2 separate regions of the Macaca mulatta genome follow, and region 2 is linked to region 1. Evidence: chromatin contacts called from public Hi-C data. All regions are on one chromosome and are shown on one strand. Each heading gives the region's core, a stretch centred on a gene start, on an enhancer-like site or on the middle of the called end of the contact. The rest is flanking DNA. Distances are from core to core; before and after follow the strand shown.

The links. Hi-C and Micro-C count contacts between places; a contact is called where the count stands out from the background.
Region 2: a Hi-C map of liver shows a contact between it and region 1, with 3 times the contacts expected there. The contact joins the promoter of SPTBN4 here to the promoter of SERTAD1 in region 1. A contact is called at or near these places in 3 of 14 Hi-C or Micro-C datasets (CD4 T cells, cortical neurons and liver).

Annotation. Positions count from the first base shown.
Region 1 is chr19:51,532,245-51,537,379 of T2T-MMU8v2.0, forward strand. It overlaps SERTAD1 (SERTA domain containing 1), which reads right to left and starts at 2,675. Exons shown (of 2, transcript NM_001261264.1): 1 at 2,562-2,675; 2 at 1-19. The coding sequence starts at 19.
Region 2 is chr19:51,579,321-51,584,455 of T2T-MMU8v2.0, forward strand. SPTBN4 (spectrin beta, non-erythrocytic 4) reads left to right here and starts at 2,028. Exons shown (of 37, transcript XM_077982781.1): 1 at 2,028-2,117; 2 at 3,128-3,265. It overlaps BLVRB (biliverdin reductase B), which reads right to left and starts at 946. Exons shown (of 5, transcript XM_015123983.3): 1 at 807-946. The coding sequence starts at 885.

The sequences.
Region 1 (5,135 bases), core at 1,425-3,924:
TCAGACCCTTGCTCAGCATCTGCAGAGGGCAGGGAGTTATGGAGTTATAGTCAGTTATAGAAAACAAATGTTCAGTTCAAAGCCTGGATCTGACAGTTGCTACAGGTAGGATCTTGGGCAAGTCACTTAACCTCTCTGTGTCTAGCTTTTCCTAGGGAACTTTAAAGATATAGATAATTTTTATTTAATTGCATATGTATATTTATAAATTATTATTATTATTTTGAGATAGAGTCTCGCTCTGTTGCTCAGGCTGGAGTGCAATGCCGTGATCTCAGCTCATTGCAACCTCTGCCTCACGGGTTCAAGTGTTTCTCGTGCCTCAGCCTCCCCAAAAGCTAGGATTGCAGGCGCACGCCACCATATCTGGCTAATTTTTATATTTTTAGTAGGGGCGGGGTTTTACCATGTTGGCCAGCCTGGTCTCGACCTCCTGGACCTTAAGTAATCCGCCCACCTCTGGTTCCCAAAGTGCTGGGATTACAGGTGTGAGCCACCACACCCAGCCTATAGACTTTAAAAGAAATTTTTTTTTTTTTTTGAGACAGTCTCTCTCTCTGTTGCCCAGGCTGGAGTGCAGTGGCTCGATCTCGGCTCACTGCACGCTCCGCCTCCGGGGTTCACCCCATTCTCCTGCCTCAGCCTCCCACATAGCTGGGACTACAGGCGCCCGCCACCACGCCCGGCTAATTTTTGTATTTTTAGTAAAGATGGGGTTTCACCATGTTAGCCAGGATGGTCTCGATCTCCTGACCTCATGATCCACCCATCTCGGCCTCACAAAGTGCTGGGATTACAGGCATGAGCCACCGCGCCCGGCCTTAAATTTTAAATTTTGTATTTAAGTATATTTATAGACTTTTTAATCTGAAAAAAGAGATGGGGTCTCACTATATTGCCCAGGCTGGTCTCAAACCCCCTGGCCTGAAGTGATCCTCCCCCCTCAATCAATAAACACTCTTTTTTTCCCCCCTTTTATTTTTTGTAGAGACAAAGTCTTACTATGTTACCCAGGGTGGTCTCAAACTCTTTGCCTTAAGCCATCCTCCCGCCTCAGCCTCCCAAAGTACTGGGATTATAAGTGTGAGCTGCCATGCCCTGCCAATAAGTACACTTAATGATAACATTATTATTTCTTCAGTGAACCATGTGGAATGACCATTCAACTTTTTCCCCTACAAAAGCAGCTGTTTCATATATTATAATAACGTTATAAATAATTATATCTAAGTAAGTTATATTATAAATACTAAACTAGTTTCACATAGTTTAACACTTATTGTCTACTATGACGTTTCAAACAGTAAATAAATAAGCAAACACAGGAAATGTACGGAGAATTACAGGAAGACACTAAAAGGTCCTGGAGACCTTTTAGATGATCAGAGAAGGCTCCTGTAAGGAGGTGACATTTGAATGGAGCCCTCAGGCCAGAGAAGTCGGCCATGGGAGACCCTGGGAAAAGCATTCCGGGAGGAGGGAACAACAAAAAAAGGCAAAGAAAAGCCCAGAGGCTGGGGGAATGGGCACAAGCCAGGTCACAGAAAACCACATATGCATTAGTAGGGAGTTTGGATTTTATCCTGAGTGTGGTGGGCAGTCATTAAAGGAATTTGAGCACGGAGGGAATGGGGGTGTGAGCTGATTAGGTTTCCGGAAGATCCCCCCCATGGCTGCTTCGAGGAATACTGTAGGGGGCAAAAAGAGGGGGGATCTGAGACCCACTAGTAGGCTGTACTGGTTTGGGACTGACGATAGTGATGGCCTGGAGCAGGAGCTGGTAGTGGGTATGGAAGGAAGTCGGTCGAGTCAGGATTTCTTTGGGAGGCAGAATAGACAGGGCTTGTCGAGAAATCGTGATCGGCACCGGGGTCAGTCACTGAGATAAGTTTGAGGGTCCACTCTTTTCTTGGAGTGGCGGGGGTAGGGCTGGATGGAGTTTTGGACCCCTGGCGCTACCTACTTTTTTGGGCCAGGAAGACTTTAGAGTCCAGTTCCGGGACCCTGCCTAGCAAGATTTTAAGAGTGGCCCACCACACTACTCAAAACTGGGTCTTCGTCCCCTTCCCCGCAGTCCGTGGAGTCCGGAACCGCAGGAATTCCGCCCCCACCCCCGACTCCGCCCCCGAGTCCCGGCGCCCCCTGGCGGTGCCCAGGCCGGCTTTCCCCTGGGGATTCTGGCCCCTCTGACCCCAGAACCCCTTCTACTGCCCGGCTGTGATTCCTGCAGGCCTCCCGGCGCCGTGAGAGCCAGGACCCTAGGCGGGCTGTTCTCTGCGCCCGGCCTCCGCTCGCTTCCGGCAGTGGAGGCGGCTCCTCCCGAAGCGGCGGCGGCGGGGGCGGGTGAGTCACGCAGCCGGAGCCAAGGAGCCGGCGCCTCCGCCCCCTTCTCGGACTGCGGCGTGATTCACCCGGCCCGGCCGGGGCAGACAGCACGTAGAGGCCCGCGCGTCTCGATCCCGGGCAGCCCCGGCGGGCACCTGTCGGACCCAGGGATCGAACTCCGTGAAGGACCCGGCCGCTGGTACCCCTTTTCTTCCCAGGCCCCTTCATTTACATACCCTGCTCACTAGCGGCCAATCAGAACGAAGAGGTAGCCACCCACAACCAATCAGGAAACGGCAGCGGCAGCATCGCTTGCTCGCTCTCCTCCAGCAACCGGCGCCTGGGTCGCGAGACGCAGTTCTGACTTCGGCTCACGACTCCAGACTCCTAACTACCCTTAGCGACCGCCCACTCTCGTGGCTGCCCCGCCCTCCGCCCCAGGGATTGGCCCTCTACGGTGATGGGCGGAGCCTGTAAAGGGCGGATTCTGAAGGAGGGGCTTCTGGGCGCATGCCCGGGCAGCTGCGCGAGTGAGGGGTGGAAAGAGGTGGCTTTTTACTCTGGGGGACGGTGGCGAGTGGGAGCTTTTGCCTCTCAAAGTACGAGCCCCTCACAACTACCCATGCACCTGCCAAACCCGGCAATTAAGCTTCTTACACATCCACCCCCGACAGTGGTCTACACTACAGATATGCCCAGGTTCAAATTCCGACTCCTGATTCCCCACTCACTCGATGCGTGACCTTGGAAAAATGATCAACCTCTTCAAGCTACACAAAGTTAAATGGGGATCGTCTTGCATACCTCTTGACAAGAAAGTTTAAATAGGATCGTATCTATAAGAACACAATACCACACTCAAGCAATGCTGGACAGTTGGACTTAATTGTGGTTAAGGGCGGCAGTGAGGTGGGAGTGCGGAATCACATCCCGGGCTCCATTCCCTAAGCAGCTGTGTGACCTGGGGCAAGTGTTTTAATCCCTTCGGGTCTTTTTCTCCTTTAACATGAGAGAAAATAGCCCCTAGTTTAGAGGATTGTTTTAAGGATTAAATAAAACAATTCATGCAAAATCCTCAGAGTGGGGTGCAATGTGTTTTGTGGTTTTTTCATTTTATTTATTTATTTATTTATTTATTTATTTATTTATTTAAGACAGATTCTCACTCCGTCGCCCAGGCTGGAGTGCAGTGGCACGATCTCAGTTCACTGTAACCTCCGCCTCCCAGGTTCAAGCAATCATCCTGCCTCAGCCTCCTGAGTAGCTGGGAATACAGGGGTGTGCCACCATACCCGGCTAATTTTTGTATTTTTAGTAGAGGTGGGTTTTCACCTCGTTGGCCAGGCAGATCTCAAATTCCTCACCTAAGGTAATCCGCCCTCTCAGAGTACTGGGATTAGAGCCCTGAGATGCCGCGCCCAGCTGCCTTTTTTTTTTCTTTACTTTTTATTTTATTTTATTTTGTTTTTGAGACAGGGTCTCGCTCTGTCACCCAGGTTGGAGTGTAGGGGTGCCATCTCAACTCACTACAGCCTAGACCTCCAGGGTTCAAGCCATCCTCCTGCCTCAGACCCCCAAGCAGGTGGGACTACAGGCACATGCCACCGTGCCTGGTTAGCAACACGTTTCCTTGTTAGCAGTAATAGCTGTTGTAATAAGACAAGCTTTTAGTTCAAGATGAATAGACATGCAGGATGGGGCTAGAGGTAGACAGGGTATAATACTCCTCCCTTGGCTGGATGCAGTGGCTCACACCTGAATACTCTCTCACCTAGATTTAATTGATAGTTGTTGGCCAGGCAACAACTGTAATCCCAGTACTTTGGGAGGCCAAGGCAGGAGGGTCACTTGAGTCCAGGAGTTCAAGATCAGCCTGGGCAACATAGTGAGATCTCCTCACTACAAAAAATTTAAGAATTAACCAGGCATGGGCTGGGTGTGGTGGCTCATGCCTGTAATCCCAGCACTTTGGGAGACGGAGGTAGGCGGATCACGAGGTCGGGAGTTTGAGACCAGCCTGGCCAACATGGTGAAACCCTGTCTCTACTAAAAATACAAAAAATTAGCCAGGCGAGGTGGCAGGCACCTGTAATCCCAGCTACTCAGGAGGCTAAAGCAGGAGAATCTCTTGAACCAAGGAGGCGGAGGTTGCAGTGATCCAAGACAGCACCACTGCACTGCAGACTGGGCAACAGAGCAAGACTCTGTCTCAAAAAAAAAAAAAAAAAAAAAAAAGAATTAGCCAGGTGTGGTAGCATGTTCTTGTGGTCCCAGCTGCTGGGGGGGCTGAGGTGGGAGGATTCCTTGAGACCAGGAGGTCAAGGCTGCAGTGAGCCATGTTCATGCCACTGCACTCTAGTCTGGGTAACAGAACAAGACCCTGTATCAAATAAAAAAAAAAGAAAGAAAGAAAGAAAGAAAAAGTAATAGTTGGTAACATTGTGTGAAGTTGCCTTTATCTGCATATGTATATATATTGTTTCTTTTGCTAAACCTTTGGTGAGTAAGTTGCAAGCATCTTGATATTCTACCCTTAAGAGCTCAGCAGGCATCTCTTAAGAATAAGGACATCAGACCCTGTGCTTTGGCTTACACCTGTAATCCCAGCACTTTGGGAAGCCGAGGCCAGTGGATCACCGAAGGTCAGGAGTTCGAGACCAGCCTTACCAATATGATGAAACCCCGTCTCTACTAATAATACAAAAATTAGCTGGGCATGGTGGCATGTGCCTGTAATCCCAGCTACTCAGGAGGCTGAGACAGGAAAATCGCTTGAACCTGGGAGGCGTAGGTTGCAGTGAGCTGAGATC
Region 2 (5,135 bases), core at 778-3,277, 46 kb after region 1:
AGATAGTCAATATCTTCAGCGTCACCAAGGCCTGTAAGGGTGGGGCCCCATATCTGGAAGTCCCAGGCCCAGCTGGGAGTTGGTCAAGTCTGGGCTGTGGGGGCAGGGAGTGCTGGGGGATGGTTATCCCCTTTCCTGCCCTCTCTCCTGGGGCAACTCCACATTTTCAGACCTCATTGACTTTCCCAGGACTGCTGTCCCCAAGTCTTCACTCATGTTTCTCTGTGACTCCTTCCCATTAGGTACTCACAGCAACCTGACCCCCCAACTTTTTCAATTGCCAGCCTGGGGACTTGTGGTGGTTAAGAGCATGAGCTGGGTTCAAATCCCAGCCCTGTTAGTTACCAGCTGTGTGATGTTGGGCAAGTCACTCTCTGGGCCTCAGTTTTCTCATCTGTCAAGTAGGGTAATACTAGTTCCCACTCCATTTTGAGAGCTCTCATGTGAAGAGATGACAGAGCAAGCTTGGCTTAGTAAATCCTCTCTGGGTGTGCGAACAACCACCACCACAACCACAATAATGACAACTGCATTGCATAAGAGCTCTGGACTTACACATGACTGTGCCACGGGAGTCCCCCCGGGGTTCCCGGGGCCAATTCCTCTCTGGCTTGGACTCACATGAACTTGGATCTCACATCTTTTCCCATTTCTGCTCCCGTGGCCGCTTGCTTTGGCCCCTGAGTTCTCATACACCTGGCTGGGGCGCTCATGGCCCCAATCAGCCTCGGCCCTGCCCCATGGTGCCCCTTCCTAAAGCTCTGCCCGTCCGTTCCGTGACACGCCCCGCCCGCCCCGGCTCATGCCTGCTTGCACCGCCTGCGCCAGGGTGGTGAGCCCGGTCTGGCCAGTGGCGCCGAAGATCGCGATCTTCTTGACGGCCATCCTGCGAGATCGTGGGGGTGCAAGGCCTCAGAGTCTCGGCACGCGCGGGAACCTACTGGCTGCTGGGCGGCGCTCTCTGCCCTACTCAAGCAGGAACAACTGGGCGGAGCTGGCTCGAAGGGCCACACCTCAGCCCAGCTCCGCCCGCGGCTCAGGTCAAGGGACGCGGCCTAACGCGGGTGGGCGGGGCAGGAGTCAGCTGGCATTCGCTCACCGCCCAGCACCGCCCTCTCTGCCGGCCACTTAGGTCGGAAGGCGGGGCCACAGAAGGCCACGCCTCCACATAGCAACAAACCGAGTGGGCGGAGCCGAGATAATTTGTCACTCAGCGTCCTGCCTCCGCGCTCTACCTCCCGGAGAGGGGCGGGGCCAGGCGAGCCACGCCCACGGCCTCTTGTAGCTCACGCCCCCTCTCGCAGAGCCTGGAGCGATCTGGGGCGCACTGTAAGCACCAGAGCCTCCCAGAACCAGCAAGGGGAGAAAGTGAGGGAGGACAGAGTGTGTGTGTGCACTTGAGTGTAAGACACTGTGTCACGGCATATCTATGCACTTATATGACCCTGTGTGACTCAGTGACCGGAAGGGCAAGCATGACTGTGGGCGACACCTTGTGTCATCCTCCTTGTGTGATCCCGTGTTACAGTGTGACTACACGTGCGTAACACCACGTGTGCCAAGCATTGATTCTGTTCTTTTGTGACCTTGTGGTGACACCGTGGGTGACACTGCGTCAGCCTGTACGATAGGGTGTGGGACGTGTGAGGTGTGCTACATGGAAGCGTGAGATTATTAGACTGTGACAGTGTGTGACACCACATGTCTCGTGTAAGGATGTGTGACACCGGGACCCCATTCGAGTGTGTGACTGTGGGTGTCTCTGTTGTGCTGCTGTTTGTGACCCCCTGTGATTATGATGTGCGAGGTCAGGGGGTGCAGCATGTGCGGGGCGACTGCTGTGAAGGTTCGAGTGTGTAGAGTGTGTGACACTGTGGCTGTGAAGCTGTGCGCGATGTGTGGGCCTATGACACTGTTTGTGACTGCCGGGGAGTGTGCGACTGTGTGTGACAGGTGCGTTTGTGTGTGACGCCGCGTGGGCGGTGGTGACCCTATTGGATTGGTGTGGTGCTGGGTGACACTGTTCCAGTGTGGACGCCGCCTGTGACGGCGTGAGGGTGTGACCCCGTGGGACCTCACAGGAGGGAGTGACGGCGCGCGAGCGCGTGGATGCGGGGGTGAGTTTGTGTGTCGAGGCCCCCGCGAGTATGGCATAGCAGCGTGGCGAGCGTAACCCCGTGGGAGTGTGCAGCGCGTGACGCCGCCGTGCCCGCGCGAGTGCAGCCGTGCACCCCACGCCGCGGCCGGGTGTGACTGTGCGTGGGCCTCGGGCTGCGGGGCGCGGGGACCGCGGGCGGGAGGGGGCCCCGGGGGCGCGCGGAGCGCGGCGGCGGCGCGAGCGAGGGAGGCGCGGCGGCGCATGCGGATCTGGCTGAGCCGTGAGCCCGCGGGGCCGAGCTGAGCCGGGCTGGGCCGGGCCGGGCCGGGCCGGGCCGGGCAGCGGACGCCGACAGGGAGGTCGGTCGGTCGTGGTGAGCAGTGGGGACAGCGGCGCCGGCGGCCGCGGGCCCAGGTGAGCGGCTAGGGGGCCGACAGCCCCTCCCCCAAGCATGTACCCACCTGGCGAGCATCCCTCCTCCGTGCGCACCGGGCATAGCTGGAGCCCCGGGTCTCCCTGGCTGGAGGGAGGCAAAGGGTCGAGGGCAGGACGAGTCCCCAACCCCCCACCCGGTCTAGCCTCCGCGCCACGCGTGGGTCTTACCCCCAGGCCTTGTCCTTCCCAGGCCCCCTCCCTGGGCGCGGTGTCTGAACCGCAGGGAGAGAGGCGCGGCCTGGGAAGGGTTAAAACCTCTGATGCCACCGCAGCCCAGCGCCCCGCCTGCTTTTGCAGGGGGGAGTGGGGGGCCGGCTCGCAGGACACCCCTTCTTGGCTCCCCTATTACCTGCTCCCTTCCTTCCCGTTCAATCGCGTTATGGCCAGAGCTGATCCTCGGCCTGGCTTGAGAGCTAACAGGAGAGCTAACGGCCTCCCCATCTTTAAGTGTCCTCCACTGAAGAAAACAGTTGTAACCACCGTTTAACAGGGAGGGAAACTGAGTCACAGAAAGGCCAAGTTAAAGATACTCGGTTAAAGATACAGCAAGGATAAAGCGGAACTTGAACTCATTTCTGTCTGACTCCGGAACAGGCACATTGATTTGCTGAGATATGTGAGGAAAAGATGAAGAATAATAGCAAGGAACATATGTATCGAGAGCTTGCAGTGTACCAGATACCATGATCCCTGCATTATTAACTTACTTCTTCAAACACCGCTAAGAAACGGGTACGATTATCTTTACTCTTTTTTTTTTTTGAGATGGAGTTTAGCTCTTGTCACCCAAGTTGGAGTGCAATGGTACAATCTCGGCTCAGTGCAACCTCTGCCTCCCGGCTTCAAGCAATTCTCCTGCCTCAGCCTCCCAAGTAGCTGGGATTACAGGCATGAGCCACCACGCCCGGCTAATTTTGAATTTTTAGTAGAGATGGGGTTTCACTATGTTGGTAAGGCTGGTCTCCAACTCCTGACCTCAGGTGATCCACTCACCTCCTTGGCCTCCCAAAGTGCTGGGATTATAGGCGTGAGCCACCTCCTGGCCTACCCTTTTGTGTGTGTGTGTGACAGAGTCTCACTCTTTCATTCAGTCTGGAGTGCAGTGGGTCAATCTCAGCTCACTGCAATCTCCATCCCCCAGGATCAAGCCATTCTCCTGTCTCAGCCTCGTGAGCAGCTGGGACTACAGACACGCGCCACCATGCCTGGATAATTTTTGTACTTTGTTAGTAAAGACGGGGTTTCACCACGTTGGCCAAGCTGGTCTCGAATTCCTGGCCTCAAGCGATCCACCTACCTGGACCTCCCAAAGTGGTGATATTACAAGCATGAGCCACCGTGCTGGGCCATCATTACGATTTTGCAGATGAACAAACTAAGGCCCAAAGAGTAGAAATAGCTCAGCCAAAGTCACACAGGTGGTAGGTAGCTGTGTGCTCACTTTCACTTTTCCATGGAGGGAGGGAAGAACAAAAATGGATTTGGGACTGGGCACAGTGGCTCACACGTGTAACCCCAGCACTTTGGGAGGTTGAAGTGGGCAAATAGCTTGAGCCCAGATGTTCGAGACCAGCCTGAGCAACATAGCGAGACCCCATCTCTACCAAAAATACAAAAATTACCTGGTCATGGCGGAGCTTGCCTGTAGTCCCAGCTACTCAGGAGGCTGAAGTGGGAGGATCGCTTGAGTATAGGAGTTGGAGGTTACAGGGAGCTATGATTTTGTCACTGCACTCTAGCTTGGGTGATAGAGCAATACCTTGTCTCAGGAGAAAAAAAAGGGGGGGGATTACAGTGTATCCCCCTAAGGGACAATTTCCACTCTACTCACTCTATTGACCAAGACTCAGACCCTACCTTCCTAGAATTCAGTGAGTTGGCAATTGTCTGGGTCTTTTGAGGACATTGATCTCCTAACTTCCTCCTTTGTTGGTCTTAGAATCAGGCCTGGGGGCTCAGAAGGTAGAGGAGATACATCTAATGTCACTCAACCCTTTAAATTTCTTCTCTCTCTTTTTTTTTTTTTTTTTTTTTTTTTTTTTGAGATGGAGTCTCACTCTGTCGCCCAGGCTGGAGTGCAGTGGCGCAGTCTCGGCTCACTGCAGCCTCTGCCTCTCAGGTTCAAGCAATTATCCTGCCTCAGCCTCCCGAGTAGCTGGGATTACAGGCATGCACCACCATACCTGGCTAATTTTTGTATTTTTATTAGAGATAGGGTTTTACCATGTTAGAGTCTGGAACTCCTGACCTCAGGTGATTTACCCACCTCGGCCTCCCAAAGTGCTGGGATTACAGGTGTGAGCCACCACACCTGGCTAATTTCTTCTTTTTTTTTTTTTTTTTTTTGAATATTTTTTTGTTCTCTATTTTTAAATTTTAATTTAATTTAATTTAATTTTTTCTGAGATGGAGTCTCACTCTGTTGCCCAGGCTGGAGTGCACTGGCACGATCTCAGCTCACTGCAACCTCCGCCTCCCAGGTTCAAGCAATTCTACTGTCTCAGTCTCCTGAGTAGCTGGGATTACAGGTGCACGACGCCACGCCTGGCTAATTTTTGTAGTTTTAGTAGAGACAGGGGTTCCACCGTGTTAGCCAGGCTGG